Regions from separate parts of the Mus musculus genome. Here region 1 is linked to region 2. The links are chromatin contacts, called in public HiChIP or PLAC-seq maps. All regions are on one chromosome and are shown on one strand. Each heading gives the region's core, a stretch centred on a gene start, on an enhancer-like site or on the middle of the called end of the contact. The rest is flanking DNA. Distances are from core to core; before and after follow the strand shown. Region 1 overlaps Gm30365 (a long non-coding RNA gene). Region 2 holds the start of 4930444M15Rik (RIKEN cDNA 4930444M15 gene).

What was found. HiChIP or PLAC-seq counts read pairs in DNA pulled down with a chosen protein or histone mark.
Region 1: a FOXA1 HiChIP or PLAC-seq map of pancreatic cancer cells shows a contact between it and region 2. The contact joins the enhancer-like site here to the promoter of 4930444M15Rik in region 2. A contact is called at or near these places in 2 of 39 promoter capture datasets (the SN4741 cell line and neural stem cells), 2 of 15 datasets of contacts at CTCF or cohesin (the NIH/3T3 cell line and large pre-B cells), 4 of 484 Hi-C or Micro-C datasets (bone marrow-derived macrophages, forebrain, granulosa cells and 1 more) and 8 of 115 datasets of contacts at active chromatin or transcription factors (the NIH/3T3 cell line, embryonic basal ganglia, embryonic stem cells and 4 more).

What each region holds. Positions count from the first base shown.
Region 1 is chr14:76,831,758-76,836,281 of GRCm38.p6, forward strand. It overlaps Gm30365 (a long non-coding RNA gene), which reads right to left. Exons shown (of 3, transcript XR_383623.4): 2 at 2,873-3,067; 3 at 1-2,420. Among named protein-coding and RNA genes, the nearest start is that of Gm30365, 3.7 kb to the right of the region's middle. Within about 2 kb of position 3,139, at least 27 of the 459 cell types and tissues checked have an H3K27ac peak or open chromatin away from gene starts, as enhancers often do. A contact at or near this core is called in the NIH/3T3 cell line, the SN4741 cell line and pancreatic cancer cells, where this site is marked.
Region 2 is chr14:76,519,177-76,523,370 of GRCm38.p6, forward strand. It overlaps 4930444M15Rik (RIKEN cDNA 4930444M15 gene), which reads right to left and starts at 1,679. Exons shown (of 4, transcript NR_045660.1): 1 at 1,386-1,679; 2 at 678-989.

The sequences.
Region 1 (4,524 bases), core at 1,889-4,388, 310 kb after region 2:
ACTATTTTATCCTGTTGCTCCCTCCGTGACATCCTTTCTTCTGCTTGGTCTAGTCTGTTGGCGATGCTTATTTGGTTCTTGGAGTGTTTCATTTCCAAACCTATTTTGTTTTTCTTTCAAATCTCAATTTCCTTGCTGACTCTTTCATGTTATTGATTTTTTTAAATCCACATTGTTTTTCTTTTTTCCATCGATTTTGCTGACATTTTAATGTTGCCGACTTGTTTCTCCAAGTCTTTATTTGAATTCCTTCTCTTGCTTGTGTCATCATCGTGGCTGGTGATTATTTTTATTTTGAAATCCTCGTCCAGATTTTAACCTATTTCAGTAGAAGAGAATTCAGTAGTTGGGGAGTCTTTTGGAGACGTCAAATTGCCTTGTTTTTTTTGTTTGTTTGTTTGTTTGTTTGTTTTTTCACACTGCTTGTTTCTGTGATGCAGTTTGTGAATGTGCTATTTTGGGCATGTTCCAGTTTTATTTGCAAATATTATCAGCAGACTATTCTTGAGGGCCCAGTCTTCAGTGACCCCGAGACGAGACAGCAGATGCTGTTGCGTTAATGGAATTTGCACCATACAAACTACATTTCAAATGAGCTAGTTCCTGCTAATATATCACTGGCGACCATAAACTAGAAAATGGCACTGCTTGTAGGGAGAATTTTGGTTTCTTTAAACACACACACACACACACACACACACACACACACACACACACACACACACAAAGCCAACAGTCATATTATGTAACTATGTTTCTGTTTTAATCCCAGGTATGGGATATGGGGCTGCTTCAGTTTGTCCACAGCCACTAACTGTGGTTGTCTCGTGCTCTGGGAAGGGCATGATTTTTGCCAGCTGCAGATAGTTTAATGCAGGGGACTCTGGAAGGAGAATAAATGCCAGAGTCCTGAGAGGGGCAGGAAGTGCTCTGAAGAAGGAGGAGGAGTAAAAGGAAGAAGAGGAGGAGGAAGAGGAAGAGGAGGGGAAGGAGGAGGAGGCAGCAGCTGCTGCTCCTGGTTGCTGTTGTTGCAGTTTGACAAAAGAAAGTTGACTATGAAAACTGGACCAGGCCCAAGGAACCCCACAACCCTAATCAGCAGGAGGTAGTCTAAAGAGATCTACTTTCCCTTTCCCCTTTAACCTTCTTTCTCTCCTACCTAGTCTTGGGGGATTGGAAGGGATTAGGGTAGACTAAAGGTTGGAAGGGAGGTAGAGTATAAAACCCAATAAAATAATAAAACAAATACACCAACAGCTGCCATCATAGAATGTGCTGTGAAGCCAAAATCTATTCAGAGTAAATGCAAAAATGGCAACTGAGTAAGGCAAAGGAATAAAGGGGGAAGGGAAAAGTGGAGGAGAAGGAAAGAGTAAATGAGTGAAGCACATAAGAGAATGATGGAGAAGAGTGTCAGGGAGGAAGGGAAGCCAGTAAGAGAACGCAGGGAAGGGAAATGATTTTTCAATAATGAGAGAGTTTAGAAACAAAATTAGGTAAATGTAAAGTGAGCAACAAAATGTGAAAATATAAGCTGTTTTTAAAAATAGATTAAAAGCAGTACAATAAAATGTAAAAGCATCTTGGGGCTGGAGAGATGGCTCAGCTGTTAAGAATGAGTACGGTAGAGGCTTGGCACACCTGTGGTGGCCTCCTAACTGCTTTATAACCTCAACCCTGGAGACTTCAGGACTCCACAGGCACCTGCACACACATGCACATGCACGTGAGTACACGAGAGAGAGAGAGAGAGAGAGAGAGAGAGAGAGAGAGAGAGAGAGAGAGAGAGAGAATTACACATATTCGTAAATTAAATAAATCTCTTTTAAAGTACCAACATTTCTCAGAGTATAATAGACCAAAAAAGAAAAGAAAAGAAAGAAAAAAAGAGGAAACAAAAGGGACAAGAAAACGGACAAAGATAAATAAAGATTACCCAGTAACTGAAAACTTCATCTCCAAAATTAGATGAAAGTACAAGGAAAGAAAAAACATGGAAGACTTAAAAAATAGAATAAGGTGAAAATACTACTAAAAGTGTAGTGAAATAAAAAAAGGCACAAGGTTTAAAATGGCAAGTGAGAGTGAGGGGCAGCAGGAGTGAAAAGTGGTGGGCCAGAGTGAGAGCGGGGAGAGGGAGGGCAGCGGGAGTGAGGCTGAGCAGGAGAAAGCACAGCTGAGGAGGAGCACGCATTCTCAGTTCAGTTGGTTTCTGGATCCTTGAGCGTATATATGTAGGGTTGGGGGTGGTCCTTTGAACTTGTGGGCTCCAGGCTTTCCTGTGCTTTCTGCTGGTGTTGAACCTGTATGGAGCAAGTCTTCTCAAAGGGTATAGGAGACAACTTATGATGTTTTCCCAAGCTCCTTCCTCCCGTGGATGCGATCATGTTAGGAACTTGCTATCTGTGCGGGCCTCTGTCCTGTTTGGAATAGTTTGAAGGATGTTGCATTAGACTTGTAAGACATCAAAGGTATACATTAGTCTGAACTGAGTGCCTCAGTGACTCATGACTTTGCTCAATACCAGGACCACTCAGTGTAAACACCCGCCACAGTTTGAAGTGGGGAGGCTCTTAAACCAGCTCACAGTTAGTCACAGTCCTCTGGAAGGCCAAGCCTGGTCTATGCTAACCCCCTCCCATTATCTCTAAGGAAACAAAACCCGGAGGGAGGGAGGGAGGGAGGGACGTGTGAACATCAATCACACAGCTTGTATTTCAGATTCATTTCTATGGGTTTTCATTGGAGGAGAAGACAATGGGGGTGAGGGAGTCTGTATTTTAACAATGGAGACCTGTGAAGGAAAGTCTCTCTGTCTCTGTCCCCCTCCCTCCCTTTCTCCCTCCCTTTCTCCCCTGGTCCATGCTCATACCTGAGCGTGAAGCCCTTGAGTTCACAGGAGTTTTGGAGTTTTAGACTTGATCATTGTTACAGGCTTTGATTTGTTTTATTTGCTCTGAGAAAATTCCTTCTTCTTCTTCTTCCACATGGCCCCAAATAGCCGATTGAGACATGTGGCCCAAGACTTCCTTTTAACAACTCATTATGTTGTTGCTTTTTCTAGACTCTGATTGAAGAAATAAAGTGAGCTAGAGTTCATGACTAATAGAACCTTACCTCCATTCTGACCCCAACTCATGAGCCAATCACTTCTACATGTTCTCATACTGACACATACGTCAGAGGCTTTGATGTGAAGCTGCACTGAATCAGGGACCTCGATTTCAATGCCCAGATACATTCGACATAATCACCCAGTGCAATAACCTTTACTTTCCCATCTGTAAAATGAGTTCAATGTTAGGAACAGTGTTCTTCATACAAAATGGATGTAAGCAGATTGCTAAAGGCTGTGACACATGACTTAGTGGATTATCATTTTATAATGGAAAATTTTAGAAACCTATGAGCTGCCCAAAGCATTGCTGATAATTTATTATTAATGACATCTAAAATCTCCAGCCCTGCAGGAAGCTTCAAGCATCATTACTGCCTTACATTTTGCTTTCGGTTAATGGACAGCCATATTTCACTGTCATTTTCATGGCTAGCAAGATAGCACAGATGAATAATTTTAACAAAATATAGAACAGGCAATGACACATTCCAGATGCTGTCACTTTTATTAATTAGATGACCAACTTCGGCATTGTAAGAACCAAGTTTCCTGAACACATCTAGTGTCCCTCGTATGTCCTTGACATCAACACACTCTCTCTATCCAACTCTCAGAAGCAAGGATCAGAAAACATTGGACTTAGCCCTTTCATGTTTAAAAAAACTAAAATTCAGAATCAATCAGTAATTGAGAAGAAAACCCTCTGGGTAATAAGGCCTGGTAATAGGTGTTCAAGTAAAGGCTGGTCTTGATGGGACAACCCCTTTACCACAGCACTTGGAAAGCAGAGGCAGTAAGATCTCTGTGAGTTCAAGGCCAGTCAGGGTTACTTGATGGGCTCCTGAAAACAAAACGAAACAAACAAAACCAAAATCATGTTGGAGCTGTAGAGGCTAAGTAGTAAAGAGTGTGTAGTGTTTTTGAAGCAGACCTGAGTTTGATTCTAAGGACTAAGATCTGGCAGATGATGACCAAATGTAACTCCAGCTCCTGGAGTCTTAAAAGCCTCTTTTGTCCTCCATGGAAATGTGCATTCAAGTGCACATATACCTCCTCAATTCACAAATACATATAATTAAAACAACAACAACAAAATAAATCATTAAAAAGCTCAAGTAATAGCAGGGGCTTCTGATCACATGAGGACAGCATCCTTAAGGGTTAAGATGAGGATGCTGCTTTGAGATCATCAAAGAAGGATTTTCTTCTAGAAGCTTTTCATAGGAAGAGAATATGCCTCGGAGATGTCGAATCACAGCTCTTAGTAAGAACCACCTATTAGCCTATGGTCTAGGAACATCTAGACCAAGCCCAGTTGCACATGTGCATGTCCCCTGATTTGTGATTGGGCCAATCCTTGCCCCCCCCTTTTTTTTTTGAGGCAGGGTTCCTCTGGGTAATAATAA
Region 2 (4,194 bases), core at 429-2,928:
TTTCCAAGTACTTGGTTGGACTTGAGAGAGCAATGAGGGCTCTGGTTGTAAGGGATGTCTGTACGCCAGCAGAGAAGGTTCCATCCGCAGCAGGCCCAGAGCCTACACAGTCAGGGCTGGAGGTAGGGCAGAACAAAGGTGCTCTGTCCAGGAGTTGGGGGCCTGGGTTCTGTTCCTAACTGGTTCTGAGAGTTCATGGGTGGTCCCAAGCTCCGTGACTACAACGGACACCTGCGCTAGTGGGTACCCTCATGTTTACAATAGGTTGGGGAAGAGAGGAGTTGAACAACTTCTCATAATGAATGAGATGTCTTTTTTAAAAAGACAAGTTAGTAGATTTCTGTTAACCTTGGTTTCTTCCACAAAACAGGGTTCTGAATGTGTATCTCAGGGTCTATGAGAGTAAATATGCTAAAGTAGCATCTATTATGCTATATAACACACACACACTATACATACACAAATACATATACTGGGGCATAAAGAGATATTCAGAGCACAGCACGGGTCATTGGGGAAGGGGATAAAATGAGAACAGAAGGGAACATGAGTCTCCTACGTACATACCCAGTTCCACAATGGCTGCTAGGCCAGTGGCTTCCAAATGGCCAGTGAAAGAAGAAAATAAAACCCACTTGAGGCCATCCTTTCTGGCTTAAAATTTGTCAGTGGCTTACTTAACTATAGCAGATGCCTTCATCCTCACGGGCTCTTTCTCTCTCAAAGCCCCTCATACAGATCCTCATTCTCTGGATCATGGAGAACTGAAGGAGAGCTCTTCCCTGCTGAGACAACTGTTTCTCTGCTCAATTCACCCAACCTTTTTCTTAGGGAGCTTCCTGTGGTCCAAGGTGGGCTGGCCAGCATCACTCTGTGGAAGCGTCCTGTGGGGTTCATCTCCTTTCAAACTGTGGGTCCTCCATCTCTCCAGCCTCTGCTTCCTCTCACCCATCATGCTCCACGCAGAAGACAGAACCCCATCCTGCATGCTGAAGAGGCAGGGTGTGAGGACTAGATCTGAGAGCTTGCTGTCTGGAGATCTGTTGCCCCCCCCCCCTAGTCAACATTACAGAGAGCTTAGCGCAGGCTCAGAGGGAGCTGGTGGCTCTTCAAAGTCACACAGCTGATTACCAGAAAGGTTCTCTCTCTCAGTGGAGGTTGCCACATCCCTTGGAACCCCCCCCCCCCACAATGCATCTTCATAGAGGACACAGCACCCAGTAGCAGCTAGGTGTTGGATTGAGTAAATGGTGACCCAAGAGAAACCAAAATGGCGGCTACTAAGGCAGGGCTCCCTGGGGAAAACCTCTGGCGAGGTAGAAGACAAGGTGGGAATTCACTGATGAGAAAAACAGTGAGCTCTAGGTCAATTACTGACAATTTACCTAGGGCAGATGAGGAGATGTTGTCTAATTGCGGCTTCACATAACACTCATAAAAACTAGTGATATTGTTGGAAGCAAGTTGAGCCCTGAAAAGAGAAAGCTGAAGGTGGCACAGATCTGTGACATCCAGACACATTCTCCGGGGGAAAGGTTACAAAGTTACTGGGCTAGTGACTAGTCATGAGTCATCCCCAGAGTAAACAGATAACAGGCAAGAAGGTTACATGGTGACAATTCAGAGACCGCTGAACTGTGAAGATTATGTGGGGCCTCTCAGGCTAAGCACTTTCAGAATGTCGGGAAGCCATGGTAACCCTCACAAACATTCCACAGGCAGTGATTGTGACCGCCAGTCTCTCTTCCCCCACTCCCAGTTTGGAATGTACTTTGAAACAGTGGGACCATGTTTTCTTCTTAACTCCTCCCATCATCTGTTCCAGAATCTTCAACAACTACCTCCTTGAATTCACAGGATTACCTGGGATTTAGGAAGTCATGGTATGCTTCATGATGAAACTCTGAATTGGAGGTCATCTAAAAAGAGTTATTCCCTTGTGGCTACATCTCCAAGTCTGTTAAAGGCTAATCCCAAGCCTACATGAAAAGAGATTTATAGTACAGAAAACTGTGCATTTAACTCCCCACTCCATAACTATGGCGTTCTTACCCACAGACCCAATCAACCAATACAACAGAATGTATTTGGACAAAGCATTGCAGCCACGGTGAACATGTATAATTTTTTGGGGGGGTCATGATCCCATAAACCATGAAGTACAACAACAGAATAGTATTTGCACTGTGTGAAGCTTGATAGGGTCTAGAGACCCTTTAGCACATGTGAGAAGATGTAATGAATCATAAGAAAACACTAAGCCATTTTATGTAAGAGACTTAAGCAGCTATGGACTCTGCTATCTACTAGAGCAGGGGTTCCTGGAACTAATCTCCAGGAAGGTGCGGGATAATTAAACTGCACATGAGTCAGGATTGGAAAATGCTTGGTTAGGAAATTCTTAGAGCCTCCCAGCTATGTTCACGAAAATGTATCATGGTGCCTTTCTTTGGGCTGGCTCAGATGGAGTTCCATTGCGTACCTCTTTATCTTCCTAGAGAAGTGGGGGAGCTGAGTATATGCTTTCAGGGGGACTAAGGAGTATGAGACCCTCTGCATGTCCCAAACATTCACTCCCAAGCCAACCGTTGCTCCTTCTACACGCTTTCTTCATTCACTTTGCTGAGTTCTGATACCCATGTGTCTCCCACAAGCTTCTATTCCATCCGGGACTTGTACCCTTCCAACCTTGTTCACAGAACTCTCGGGCCAAACTTTCTGAAGATCTTATGTGTATCACCCCCAGGTGTGATTCTTAACACACATCTGTATGGTTACCTCCTGGCTCAAGATTTTCATGATCTGACCTAGGCCCATGGTTATGGCCTAGCTTAGTGACATTTGTCCTCCCGCAAGTATCTTAGGCTCTCGGCAGGACACACACCCCGCCAAGTCCTTTCTCATTTCCATCTTACTACACCCACACTTTCCTCTACATGGGGAGCTAGGACAGACATTCAAACTCACTCAGAAGGAGACCATATTAACCCATATACAGTAAATGCCAGCTCTAGTTTCAACTCTGAGGCTTTGTCCCCCAGGGTGAACTACCGGGGACTGGTGAGATCTTTTGGGGACTACTGGGAGGTCCTTATGTCATTGAAGCTATGTCCTTGAAGGAGATCGTAGGAACCTAGTCCTCCGGCCTCCTAACCATCAGGTGGGCAGATTAGCTCTGCTTCCTGCTTCAGTCATGTATTGCTTTAACCCAGGCACAAAGCACAGGTGCCAATCAATCATGCAATAGAAACTCTAAAACCCTGAGCCATAAAGAGAGCTCTTCTCTCTTCAAGGTGGTTATCCCAGGTCTTGTAACAGAAAGGTAACACAAGACTCAAACACAAAGTAGCTCAGAGTGTAAAACACATCCAAGCCAGAGGCTCCTCTATCCTGCTCTGAGTTTCCCTTAAACCATGTGTGGAGCTTTTTTCCAGAGATGGGAGACAGTAGTTGTAACTTTACATTTTCTTAGTGTCCTGTTGTCTTAGTCAGGGTTTCTATTCCTGCACAAACATCATGACCAAGAAGCAAGTTGGGGAGGAAAGGGTTTATTCGGCTTACACTTCCATACTGCTGTTCATCACCAAGGAAGTCAGGACTGGAACTCAAGCAGGTCAGGGAGCAGGAGCTGATGCAGAGGCCATAGAGGGATGTTCTTTACTGGCTTGCTTCACCTGGCTTGCTCAGCCTGCTCTCTTATAGAACCCAAGACTACCAGCCCAGAGATGGTCCCACCCACAAGGGGCCTTTCCCCCTTGATCACTAATTGAGAAAATGCCTTACAGTTGGATCTCATGGAGGCATTTCCTCAACTGAAGCTCCTTTCTCTGTGATAACTCCAGCTGTGTCAAGTTGACACAAAACTAGCCAGTACACCTGTATTGGTGACAGTCTCTGTTGTGTGCCTTCCCACACAGGCTGGGCTCTGAATGTGGCTTTCTTCACTTGTCCTCTCTAGTCTTTTCCTGCTCGTCACATTCTAGGGGTGACTCTGTGTTTGTAGGCTTTCCCACCCTGTCCTTTGCTCTCCTCACATTAAACAGTCAGAGTAAACCACTGGCTTCTGCCAGTCTCCTCACAGAACACTGGCTTTTATTCGACTTTATCATCCCAGCACCTAGCTCAGTGCCTTCTATATCACAGGCATTCCATAAATTAGGGAATTAGGGAATGATTAAGCATTGGCTGGATATA